Linked DNA regions of Zea mays: region 1 is linked to region 2. Evidence: chromatin contacts called from public Hi-C data. All regions are on one chromosome and are shown on one strand. Each heading gives the region's core, a stretch centred on a gene start, on an enhancer-like site or on the middle of the called end of the contact. The rest is flanking DNA. Distances are from core to core; before and after follow the strand shown. Region 1 holds the start of LOC100501547 (putative protein kinase superfamily protein). Region 2 holds the start of LOC100384451.

What was found. Hi-C and Micro-C count contacts between places; a contact is called where the count stands out from the background.
Region 1: a Hi-C map of ear shows a contact between it and region 2, with 1.8 times the contacts expected there. The contact joins the promoter of LOC100501547 here to the promoter of LOC100384451 in region 2. A contact is called at or near these places in 2 of 25 Hi-C or Micro-C datasets (ear and leaf mesophyll).

Annotation. Positions count from the first base shown.
Region 1 is chr7:136,209,596-136,212,602 of Zm-B73-REFERENCE-NAM-5.0, forward strand. LOC100501547 (putative protein kinase superfamily protein) reads left to right here and starts at 1,547. Exons shown (of 3, transcript NM_001196243.2): 1 at 1,547-1,759; 2 at 2,732-3,007. The coding sequence starts at 2,876.
Region 2 is chr7:135,572,888-135,575,922 of Zm-B73-REFERENCE-NAM-5.0, forward strand. LOC100384451 reads right to left here and starts at 1,490. Exons shown (of 8, transcript NM_001176987.2): 1 at 956-1,490; 2 at 459-526; 3 at 225-313; 4 at 1-134. The coding sequence starts at 1,232. It also overlaps a transcript of LOC100285233 not described here.

The DNA.
Region 1 (3,007 bases), core at 297-2,796, 640 kb after region 2:
CATGCTCCCAAGGACGACAGCGATGGAGTTATGGGGGACGTCATTGATGCATCTTCGGGGTTACTATTTGAGATCCTCGATTCGTTGCAACTGGATCATCTCTTTCTCTTTCTTCTTCTCCGAGTAGCGAGCCAACCAAATCAGCACTGATTGGGCTGATTAAATAATTAAGGGTTTGTTTGGTTCAACTTTGAATTTCAGAAAATCTAATTTTAGTCGTGAGATGTGAGAAAGCTATTGTGAACTAATAATTATAAAAAAAACTAAAACTTGTTTAGCTGAAACAACTATCAACTATATATTCTAAAAGAGCATGTCAACTTATACCATGGATGTTAAGAATAATCTAGAAAATATAGGGTAGAAAATCTATTTCGTTTCACTGTGGCAGTGTTGTAAAGAATGTTGTGAAATTCTCATTGAGAATAGCCTTAAGGGAACGTTGGTTCGGTTTTTCAAATACAAAAGACACTAAAGAGACTCAGTGATATAACTCTGACTCTCTAGATCATAAATATAGTTAATAGATAGATACGTATGGATAGTTATGTAAAGATAGACTCTTATCTTATATTTTTTCCATCTAATAACTCTTTTTTAAACAGGAGTAGTAATTTCTAACGGAGAGATTACACCGAAGTTGTTCTATTCTATCCGAGCGAGAAGAAAAGCCTCGATCACGGCGGCTATGATTTCGGTCTCGTGGTTGTAATGTAGCCTCAGTGCTAGCCCAGCTCAAGTCAAGACCGGCGCCGAGCCGCAAAATCAAGGGCGTCCGGTTTAATAATCACCCAACTCCATATTTCGAGGTGTAATTCCAAGGCTGCTTTTGTGCATCCGAGATGAGCTAGCGGTAATGGACGAGGTGTGGCCATTTTTATTCCTCCCCATTGCCGAAACTGCTGGCCATGGACTGTGCTGCAGTCTGCAGCAGTCCAGCCAGTTGCGTGATTATTATCCGCAGTGAAACGAAGTGGCGAACACAAAAGAATTCCAATCTTGATGAGCGAAGACTACCGACGACGATAGCCGCAGCAGCAGCCGCAGCCGGCCAGCCGCTATGCCAAATGACTGAAACGCAGTCTCTCTCAGATGTTGCTCCCAGCAAGGAAATCAAAACAAAAACTCTGCTCATAAATCTCACAAAATCTTGAGAGATACGCACAGGACGTCAGGACTCAGGACTACTACCGGTTACTCGTCGAGAGTCGAGAGGACTGAAAATGTTCCCACGTTACAATTTAGTACAAACAAGGTTTAAATTTGTACGTATTTGGCAGCGTAGGGACTGTTTGCGCCGCGACCCTCGGGCAACGCGAGAGACCCACCCCTGCACCGCTGCACGGCTGCACGCTGCGCCCAGGCCCCAGGGCCGCCGCGGTTCCCCAAGCGCATCACCATTAGATTAGCGAGGAGGAGTAACCGCTTTGTTGAACCACTCGAAAAGCGCATCCTTTTACCACCAACCTTTGCCTTTGACCCGTCCCACCCTCCCGCACCCTTTGTCTCCTCTGCACTTCGCCTCGCCGCCTGAATCCCCCCACAAGCACCCCCACACCAATCACTGGAGGCGGAGGGAGGGAGGGCTCTCACTCACTCTCGGTCCCAGTAGCCGCCCGCAATGCAGCTCTGGTCCGCGTCGCGCCGTCGCCATGGCTCAGTCATGTGAGTCTCCTACAGGCACAGGAGGCGCCATCTCTCACCTCTCCGCAGTCAGCATCGGCAGTGCCATGGCCGCTCCTCGGTCCTACTAGCAAAGGTACCTCTCCATCCTCCTCCAGTCCTCCACCGCTCGCCGGCTGACTGGTCGAATGACCGCCGGCTGACTGACTGACTGATTGATTCGGGTGTCATTTTCCCCAGGTGGGGATGACCATTCCTGATCTGTTGCTTGCTTTAATGCCTCCCTCCCCATCACTTTCCAGATCCAGCCCACCTCTTCCCTTCCTCCTCCTCCTCCTCCTCCTCCTCCCCCGCGTCTTTATAAATCTCCCGCTGCCGCATTCACTGGCCACCGGAGTTAGTGCCCCCATGTCCTGACGCGGACGCGCGGGGAGCACACCACATGCCGACGTGCTGTGCTGTTGCCTCATATGATTTCGGTGTGCTCCATCATACCTGCCTCTCTTCTTTTTTTTTTCCCGGTGGGGAGAAAAGCGGGGGCAGCGAGTTGTGCGCCTTGTGAGCTTGCAGCTGTTCCAGGTTGCAATGCCTGTGCTGCTCGTGCTTTAGTCTAGGCTGCCCCCTTTTTCTTCCCGTTCGCTTTGGGAACATAAAAGATTTTTTCTCCCTTTCTTTGCTAATCTCTCTGGCGCTGGCCCACTTCGCCCCCCTATTTTTGTGGGGAATGCCGGGGTGGGGGCTTGTGATTTTTGAGCCCTCGTTCTAGTGCTTGGCCTTTTGGGGAGTGTTGATGCGGCGTTATGGGGCGATGGATCTGTTGTGAAACGCGAGCTCGTAGCACTAGCACTAGCTTGTCCGGGACCGGGAGCCTGCGAGGTAATTTCTTGGCCATGGATCCTGAAAAGGCCCCTCTTCTCTCTCTCTCTCTCTCTTCCACACACACACAGGTATCCGCCGCCGTGTGTTTGCTGTGCTCGTTTTCTGTCTGTCTTGATCGTTGTGGATTAGTTCTTTCGTTTTTTTTTTGTTGAATTGCTCACTCTGCAGCCTGTTTTTCTTGCAGAACCTTTTGTAGTTCTATTGCTAACGTGGCCAATTGATCTTTCAGATCAGGAGCTGGGGATTGCCCTGCCACTCTGCTGAAAGTTTTGGAGAAGTTGTGGTGTTTCCCTGCCTATTAGAGTCTGCGCTTCTGTGTTCCTGATCAACTGCTACTACGCGATTGTTGTCTTCTCAATCTGTCTGGCCAAGCATGGCTGGCCAGACGTCAAAGGCAAAGGAAGCAGGAAAAGATGACAGAGAAGAACCCGGAGCTGAGGCGGCGAAAGAGAAGTTAGTGCCGTCTCACCAGCAGCAAGAGTCTCCAGCTTCTGTGGTGGACAAG
Region 2 (3,035 bases), core at 240-2,739:
TGACTGGTGGCAGGGACCGGAGGGATCCCATCTCCACTCTTCTCTTGAGCCTCGGAGGCAGCTGCTTCAGGATCCGGACCTCGTCTCTCAGCGACGCTATGAAGTAGTCCACGTCAAATATGTCTTGGAAATCGCTGCGAAAGAATAAACCGAAGAAAACGGTTCTTTTTAGAAAGGGAACAGAAAAGAGAATCGGTATAGAAAGAAAGAAAGGAAAATAGTACCTGGGATCAGCCCAAAATGAAGCCTTATCCAACTCCGGTACGATGAGAGTAACGTTCAGATACCTTGCGATGGTTACCATGTCACAAATCTGTCTCAACAACAACAACAAGAAATAGGTGGAACCTTGAGGCCTGAATTTTCAGTATCAGACACATTATAAAGCTTAACGATGGCAGACATTCATAGATGTAACTTGTGACAATTGTATTTAGATTTCGATACACAGTGCTTACTGCTGCTCGCATCTGGTTAAGCCCGCCGTTGCAGGAGACCATCAGATAGCCGTTGTTCCTGTAGATTCCTGCACGTAGTATTGGTAAAAATCAAACGATCGTCCATGCTTTTACTGGTGCCTTGACGTAATGCGTAGGTACATGAAGTCATGAAAAATACATGGAGCGGTCAAATGGAATTAATCTGCAGAGCTAGGCCGGCAAATAAATTGGCCGGTGACTAGACAAAGCGAACACAGAATTGAATTGGACTAGAAATAACCTACATCGAATACGTACACTGCAACTGAAATGAGAAAGATTAGACAATTCAAAGTTCACTGAGGGGGGAGGTTGTGGGGAGAAGATGATCTCTTCGCGGTAAGAAGGGAGAAACGACTCACACCGAAAGTTCTCAAAGGGGAAGGACAGAACCAAGAAATTCCTGACCAATGGAAGAAGAGAAGCTTGATTCCAAAAACAAAAAAAAAACATGAACCAAGAAGCCACCAACTTACTTTTGGGTGGGAGCACCACCAAAGCGCGCGCTGCCTGCGTCTGGCCGGCGTCCGCCACACGCTCCGATGGCCTCTGCACGACGTGCGGCTGGTTGAGGCAGCCAGGCCACCTGGAGAGCACGCTGGGCGCCCAGAGCTCCCGGTAGGCCGCGAGCTGGACGAGGCACGTCCAGAGCAGCACGGTGCTGGCGCGCGCGACCCACAACCTCACCCGCGCCGACGAACGCCGCGCCTTCTCGGACTTCCCGCCTCCTCCTCCTCCGCCGCCGCCACCCATCTCATCCGAGGCACGACGAACGTCCCTCGTAGAGTCCTAGGCCACCTGAATAGTGTGGTTGAGGCTCTTGCGATCTTCCGTGTCCAAAGCTTAGTTCTTCTCTCTCGGTGGGTGTATTGCCTCGCCTTCCTTTACGATTATCGGCCCGGCCGCCGGCCCTTACCAAGAAAAAAAAAACAGTGTGCGCGCGAGCGGACGTGCCGGCGTGGCCGTGAGAGGTGAGAACTGCGGCGGCGGGGCAGGGGGCGCGTGTCAAGTTCGCGCCCGTGTGGATGGCCGCCCAGCTTGGCTTATTTGTACGCGCACGGGGCCTGTCCGTGTGCAAGAGCCGAGAGGGAGGCCTGAGACCCTGCGTGGGCAGAGGCTACGGGCCTGTGAGGGGAAAACCAATGTGCGGGGTCTGTATGTCGGGGGAACAGTGGACATGGACTCGGTGCAGGAAGCCTCCGGTTTGACTTCAGCACGCGCATTGGACAACTACAGATGCGAGTCGAGTGCATCTAGTTTTGTCCGAACCCAATTTTAAAGCATTAACTAGTGTAGTGCTAATATCTAAAAGATAAATGTTTTAAATTTAAAAGATGTATATTGTAAAGATAGGTTCTCAACAAAGAAAAAGTCTGTTAACGTCGGTTTGTGCTGCCAGAAGATTTTGAGATTGCTAATAAAAATTCCGGCTTATATATAAGATAGACTGAGATATATGAGACTGGAGATATATCAGAGAAAAAACGGGTCATCTGCAACTAGTGACACTGGCATGTGGGGCAGGATTAGGCTATGACCCGCACGGCACTTTTGAATGTTCTGGCCTGCCAAGTGCCAAAGAGAAATAAGATGCCACAAATGGGAAAGTTAAAAAAAAAGGAGTGGATGACAGCCGGAATGTCCGTGGGGCTGCTTCTGTGCATGGATCCCATGGAGCCATCCAAAAACCGAGGGGGGCCTCATCGTCTTCAGCTTGAGAAAGGCCAGTGAGCCACCCCTGGCTGGAGCCAGGCATCGCTTTGCGTATAGGGAGAGGAATGTTTGCTCTGGACCAATCGCTGCGAGATTGCTCTTCTTCTCGCAACGGCATCACATTTGGCGTGCTACCAAACTGGCACTGGGTTGGAGCAATAGCGGTAAGATTCTGGTATCGTCTTCAACAGAAAACTTGTCTGATTATCAGGGTTATACTTGCATAAGCAGCTGGCACGCGGTCGTCACAATTGACACGTAAGGTTTTCTTCTGTCAAACAAACACTTCTGGGAGCAGCTGTCTAACCTAGCCTGAACCTGTCGACTTATTATCGTCTAGGACACGATCAGACATGGCAAGGCGTGAACTGATGAGTCAGTACAGGATGAACCTGACACGCGCGCTCTTGCTCCCCCACTCTCCCCGTTGGTAGCCACCCTTCAAGCGAGCTCTACCACCTAGAGTGCCGTTTCTGCGAAGAAGAGACGGTGCTTTTCACTGTTACTATCTCCTCCCTAAAAATAAAACCATTTCTTAGAACTATGCCAAACTATATTGTACTTGACCAACTTTATGGGAGATGGTAAGATCGTTTACAACACCAAAATAAGCATATTATGCAACGTTATTTCATGATGCGTCTAGTGCTGGTATTGATTTGGTCTCGCAGATATTAATGTTTTTTCTCCTTCTTCTATAAATTCGATCAAAATTAAAATAATTCGAATTAGGAGTTACTCCTACTTAGAGGTTGATTTCATTTGGAACGGATCCAAGATGCATTCATTAACCGAGTAAGGGCTCGTTCGGTTGATATGGAATGGACTACCGGAACTGTTACT